Regions from separate parts of the Mus musculus genome. Here region 2 is linked to region 1. A link is a contact called in public promoter capture Hi-C data. All regions are on one chromosome and are shown on one strand. The core of a region is the stretch at or near the end of the contact, and the rest is flanking DNA. Distances in the headings are between cores, read along the strand shown. Region 1 holds the start of Ndrg4 (N-myc downstream regulated gene 4). Region 2 holds the start of Ccdc113 (coiled-coil domain containing 113).

The links. Promoter capture Hi-C pulls out the DNA fragments that hold promoters and counts their contacts.
Region 2: a contact with region 1 is called in a promoter capture Hi-C map of the SN4741 cell line, with 2.0 times the contacts expected there. The contact joins the promoter of Ccdc113 here to the promoter of Ndrg4 in region 1. A contact is called at or near these places in 9 of 39 promoter capture datasets (the SN4741 cell line, cranial neural crest, embryonic stem cells and 5 more), 1 of 484 Hi-C or Micro-C datasets (embryonic stem cells), 3 of 115 datasets of contacts at active chromatin or transcription factors (craniofacial prominence, embryonic stem cells and stem cell-derived neural progenitor cells) and 1 of 9 other capture datasets (adipose tissue).

What each region holds. Positions count from the first base shown.
Region 1 is chr8:95,676,673-95,679,977 of GRCm38.p6, reverse strand. It overlaps Ndrg4 (N-myc downstream regulated gene 4), which reads right to left and starts at 1,706. Exons shown (of 17, transcript NM_001372423.1): 1 at 1,595-1,706. The coding sequence starts at 1,631.
Region 2 is chr8:95,532,642-95,535,946 of GRCm38.p6, reverse strand. Ccdc113 (coiled-coil domain containing 113) reads right to left here and starts at 1,847. Exons shown (of 9, transcript NM_172914.2): 1 at 1,675-1,847. The coding sequence starts at 1,775.

The DNA of each region.
Region 1 (3,305 bases), core at 457-2,956:
GATCCCTCTTCCAGTCTGAGGTGGGGAGTGGGGCTAGCCTGCTGCAGCTCTCTGTTGCAGGTGACTGCAATAAGGAAAAGTTGAAGGGCAATGGCAGGTGCCAAAAACCACCCGCCAGGCTTTCCCAGGCTCCAGCAAATCTCCACCTGCCTTTCTCTATGAGCCCAGCAAGACCCACTGTGGTTTAGCACACAGCCCAAACCCGAATCTGGCCTACTTTCCTCCTATAACACCCCAACACACACACACACACACACACACACACACACACACACACACGCTTGCACACATACATGCTCACACACACTCACAGCCCAAACCTTCACCTGGCCTACTTCCCACCTATACCTCCATCCACTACCATTCCCAACACACACAAACACACACACACACACACACACACACACGCGCTTGCACACATACATGCTCGCACACACTCACAGCCCAAACCTTCACCTGGCCTACTTCCTGCCTATACCTCCATCCACCACCACTCCACACACACACACACACACACACACACACACACACCCTCCAGGGCCAGGCCACTCCCAGACTAAGTCACTCAAGACTCTAGGGCACATGCAGAACACCCTTTGTTCCTCCAGCTTAGAACGTGACCTCCCTTTTCCATGAACAGAAAGTTCTACTTTCACTGTCTGGGTCTTCAAAGGCAGCCACTTGCTCTAATCTCTGGGTCCTTTCAGATCCCTACCCCATATCCCATTCCATTTCCTGAGTGTACACACACACACACACACACACACACACACACACACACACACACACACAGAGCAACCCCTTCCTCACCTTACAGCGGCAGGACCCCAAGTGCTGAGAAGCATCTCTTGGAATATGTTCATTAGGGATACATGGGTGTGCACCTGACAAGGGCTCAGCATGGTCCAGTGAGATCTGGACAGGGGCTGCTCCCTCCAGCCCAGGTGCCCACCTCCCCTCTGAGAACGGAAGCCTCCACTGATGCTGGACTTCATGTATGAGGAACATGTAACCTTCCGATAGATACCTGGCTTCTGTCCTTGCTCCCTTTCCCATCTCCTCTAGGCATCCAGTTTCTCCAAGGCATTCCAGCTACTGGCCCCAGGATGCCCTCAGAGGGACATCTAATTTCTTCTCTAGAGCGGGCCCAAGGTGGATGGCCTGAGCCATCACGGTTCAACCTAGCTTCCCATCTTCCTAGTCCACTTGACTCTACTTCCAGCAAGAAACTTCTTCCCAGAGAGAAAGGTGGCTCTGACCATCACAGAAAAGAGGAGGCCCTTACACAGGTTCTCCCAGCTCCCCCAGGAGGCCCAGGGCTGCTTTCTCTGGGGACTTGGGATATTTGATTGGAAAACTCCGGAGCTCCCCTGGGGTTGCTAATCGGAGCTCCGTCGACGGGACACCACAGGGGGCCTCTGTGGAGCTCCACCCTCCCAGACGCCGGCGCTCGCGGCTCAGTAGAGCCCGGCATGCTTCAGGTTTCGCTCAACTGGGAACGCGCACCCGAGAGCGCCCCTTCCAACCCGGGCCACCGCGCCCCGAACCCGCTCCAAGTCGGAGAGCGGCAGCGGCGAGCGGCAAGCCTCGGTACCTGTCAGCAGTTGGAGCCTGTGTCCCAGCACCTTCATCTTGGCGACGGTGGAGCGCGCTGGGCCGCCCGGGGCGAGGCGCGCAGTAGCCGCAGAGAGGAGCGGCGGGATAGCGGGAGCGGCGGGAGCAGCAGCCGGTAGCGCGGTGCGCTCACCGCCCCCTCCAGCAGGGTTTAAAAAAATCCACCAATGGCACAGCCGCGCACCCCAAAAGGCACCCGCCGCCACCTGGCCGTGGTGAGCGCCGGGGGGGGGGGGGGGGAGTGTGACACCGCGCGGGAGGGGCCCCTCGCGAACAAAGACGCCTACCGCCCCCAGACGTCGCGGCCGGACGGGCGACAGCCGCGGTCTCGGGGGATCCGAGCCAAGAAGGCTGGGAGACAGGGCGTCGCCCTCGCGTGGGGGGCGGGGGGAGGGAAGGTGGCCAGGGCGTGAGGGTGGTGGAGAGAAGGTGCGGGACTGCGGTGTGGCTGCGCCGAGAGGGGATCCCAGGGGTGAGGGCGCGGCGACTCACCCAGGCTGCCGAGCGACACGGTCGCGGAGGCGGGAGCCGGGCCTGGACGCCTCCGCCGCCGCCACCCACGAGCGGTGCAGGTTCCCCGCACGAGCGAGCCCCGGGAGCTGGGGGCGGGGCGCCGCGCAGCGGGGGCGTGCCCACGTGGGTGGGTGGGCGTGGGGCGCGCTGCGCGTCCCGCTTGGTGGCTGGAGCTGGACTGTCTCGGGCTGTCTCGGGCTGTGGGAGTGGGCGGGAGGCCCGGTGAGAAGACCCACAGGCCGGGGCCCAGATGCAATCTGCAGCGCCTGACCTCCCAAAGAGGGTCCCGTCTCTGTCCAGCGTTTCTCGGGGAGCGCCAGAGACTCCCACGGGGAACCTTGGCTCACTCCCACCACCTCTACCTCTCTTCCCCTCCAGTCCCCACCCATCCGTCTGAGGGGACACCCTGGGGAGGTTGGGGAGAAGCTGGGGTTCAGTGGTCCAGGAGCCAACATTCCCCCTGTTTGCAAAGTCTGAAGGTTTCTGAGGAACTCAGGCAACTTCCTGGCTAAGATGTTCTTTCTGTCCCCACCAGGGCCCCACCCACACGGTGGCCACAACCTATTCCCTGCAGGTCACCCTCCCGGAGCAGGAAAGGAAAGGGACTCTATCCTCCTCGATCTCACTGGTTCCTCAGGAGGGTCAGAGGCCCTGAAGTCTCTCTGACTCCCCAAACCCTGAGCATCACCAACCCCGAAGTTGGGACGAGATAAGAGGTCCTGGTGACTCATTCCGTTCAGGCCCTGTGTGTCCCTTACCTTTTCCTCTGGGTTCCTGTCTTGATGGCTCACAGAGAAAGTACACTAGATCAGGATCTCTCTGAGGCCCTGGGTGCGGGGAAGGAGCATGTCACAAGAAGCCAGCCCACAACACTTCTGACTTTGCTGCCTCTGTAAGAGGTGCTTTGCCCTTAGGCCTCGGCTTCAGGTGGCCACACCTGAAGCAGCAGTAAATTAACCCCACTGCCCGCTGAGGAGGCCGCTGAGATTTTGATGGCTGCAGGTGTGGCACGCAACCCCTGTTTATGTTACAGCTTGTGGCTGAAGGGATTCTAACCAGCCGGAACAAGGCAGACATGACTGGCTGGCCTTGCCCTTCTCCCGCATTCTCCTTGCCTTGCTAAACCCCCCACTAGATTACATTCCTAAAAGCGTGCCATCAGGATCTAGTCCTGTATT
Region 2 (3,305 bases), core at 598-3,097, 140 kb after region 1:
AACATATCTAGCTTGTCTTGTATATGCCAAGATTATGGACTTTGTAACTACTTCTCATATATATATATATATATATATATATATATATCTTGCCTTTTATGTTTGTTTGTTTGTTTGTTTGTTTAGAGGCAGGGTGTGATGATTTGAATGAGATGACCCCCTTACGCTCACGTATTTGAATGGTTAGTCTCCAGCTAGTGGAACTGTTTGGGAAGGATTGGGAGGTGTGACGCTGTTGGAAGAGGTGTGTCATTGGGGGGTGGGCGTTGAGGTTTCAAAAGCCTAGGCCATTCATAGTCACCACTTGCTCTCTGCCTTGTACTTGTGTGTCAGATGAATGCTCTCAGCTCCATGTCTGCCTGTCTACTGCCATTCTTCCCACCATCATCATCATGAACTCTAACCCTCTGGCTCAGTAAGTCCCTAAATTAAATGCTTTCTTCTTTAAGTTGCTTTGGTCATAGTATACCAAGGCTGACTTTGAATTCACAAAACTCCACCTACCTCACTGGCGCTGGCACTAAAGGTGCGAGCCACCATGCCCAACTTTAATGTGTGTTGTGGAGGGGGAGGTGGGTACTGGGATTGAACCCATAGCCCTGTGAATACTAGGCAGGGGCTAAAGCTATATCTCCAGTTCCAAAACTTTCCCCTTTCACTGCATGCACATACTCACATACATATGTACGAAAGAGGGTGACATTGAGACCTACACATACTGTTAAACTAATTCCTAAATTATGAGATTAGTACAGAAGCCAAATAGAAAACAGGAAAGCCATTACGTCTTGTCTTTTCAGCACATATTGTATTCTCGGTGGAGCCTTCCATGGGCCCGGGTCTGAATCTCTGATGCAGGATCTTAAGGAAGAAAACTTCAGAATGCGTTTCTCTCTTAAGATGGCCGGCCGATATACAAGACTGGCAGTTATAGACACTCACAAGGAAACTTCACAAAACATGTACCTCTGGGGATGGCTGTTTCACATACAAGATCATGGTATATGACAGACACTCACAATGGTAATTAGTAATAATCCCTCCACTCTGGTATGAACTATTTACAGATGTATGGAACCAACACCTCTTCTGGCCGCTGGAAACAGAATACTGTATAATATCAATACATTGTACACTGACTCTCATCTACATTATGGAATCCTCATATCCAGATAACCCACTGTGGAAGATGGAAAACAGACTGTGGAAAATACAAAGCCCTGAGCCAATCATTCCTCAGTCCATCTCCACGCCTAAATCCTTATTCAGCCCACAAGGCCCCAAGCAAATCATTTCAATAGCTTAGTTTTCACTCCGCCGCCATGTTAATGTTTATCTTAATACTAACTTTGGAAACCGGCTTAGGAGGCTACCTGATATAGACTTCGAAGGCGGCTTCCCAGCACCAGGAAGACACCAAGCCAAAGCGCTAGCTTCACTAAATCCTGTCTGATCTTTTCAAGGCCAACGGCTCCCTTGCCCCTCCACCCTGTCCGGGTTCCATCAGTGGCTTGTCAGTTCAGGAGCAGGCAAGCAGCAAAGCTAACTAGGCAAACACAAGTTCTTTCTCCACTGTAATGCGATGTGTGCCCGCGGGGCTCTGCGTAGATATGAGTAGTCTGCAAACTACAGCCCAGGCCTCAGAGACTCATGGCGCCCTCACGGTGCCAGTACCTGAGCTCCTCTACCAGCCCGCACAGTTGGATGACTGGCAGCTCGCCTTCCTCCTCCGCCTGGGAGTCAGTGATCACGCTGTCCGAGTCTTCCTCAGACATCACTCAGCCTAGGGTGCTTTGAGAGCCTTCAGTAAGCTGTCCCGCTTCACTTCGGCCGCGACCCTGAGGCGCGTTGCCTAGACAACTGAACGCTGTTTATAGGGGTGGGGCTTTGGGTGATGCGGCCCCTCCCTTGCACCTCGCGGTGGAGATCGAGCAAAGCTGCCTGCTTGCCTGCCTGCCTACTCAGATGCCTAATCCATCTCACTGTTCTGAGAATCGCTCTTCAGTTGGAAGTCACAACAACAGCTCCGGTTTGCCCAATGTCTTCTCGGTCCTTGGCATCATGTTAAGCTTATTTCACGCAAATCTTTGCATGGACCCTGTTAAAAAAAAAAAACTATTCATCCTCCTAGCCAGAAACCGTAGGTCCAGAAAGCTAGCAGCGACTCGCATAAGTCTCTGCCCCGTGGTGTAGTGAGGATTCTAATCTGTGGTCATTGCCTCACACGGAAGCTGCAGTTTTTTCATTTACTGCATTTCATTTACTGCAACTCGAACTGCATTACTCGAAGAGAAAGAGAAACTGACTAGTTTTTTTTTAAGATTTTATTTATTTATTTATTTATTTATTATATGTAAGTACACTGTAGCTGTCTTCAGACACTCCAGAAGAGGGAGTCAGATCTCGTGATCGGATGGTTGTGAGCCACCATGTGGTTGCTAGGATTTGAACTCCTGACCTTCGGAAGAGCAGTCTGAGCCATCTCACCAGCCCCTGACTAAGTTTTTAAAATAGGTATCAAGACAAGTTCCTAAAGGTGTCGTGTGTCTTTAGTGTTTTGGGGTAATGTGGGGCAATTTGGGCCCTTTTTTAAAAAAGTTTTATTTATTTATTTATTTATTTATTATATGTAAGTACATTCAGACACTCCAGAAGAGGGCATCAGATTTTGTTAAGGATGGTTGTGAGCCACCACGTGGTTGCTGGGATTTGAACTCAGGACCTTTGGAAGAGCAGTCGGTGCTCTTAACCACTGAGCCATCTCACCAGCCCAATTTGGGCCCTTTAATGAGATATCAGAAACCCAAACAAGTTACAGGCTGGGATAGCGACAGCAACAGCACTTTTGGGTACACTTAAAGGTGGTTAAGATAACATGTGCACACAACCAAGCTGAGTGTGCGTACCATCATGGGATCCCAGCATTGGTTAGTGCTGGGGCCACGGAGGTCCTTGTACTCACAGAGAAGAGAACCAGGAATGTTAATCAGGCAGGAGAGTATCCTTAATGGAGGAGACAAAAACACCTGCATTCCATCCAGAAAGCTGAGAGTGGATCTTGTTAATGACCTGGTGATCTTTTTGCGGTCTGTGGAGGCAGACCTCACCCCTTTTGCTATAGAGGCAGACCCCCCACACACTTTTGCTATAGAGGCAGACCTCCTCCAAATTCCCCAGAATGATTATCCCAGACTCTGCCCTCTCGAGACTAGAAGTCAGAGACCGCAGTAGATTCTAGGCTTTTTCTTTATTTTCTTTATTTTTACTTCATGTGCAGTGGTGTTTTGTCTCAATGATTGCCTGTG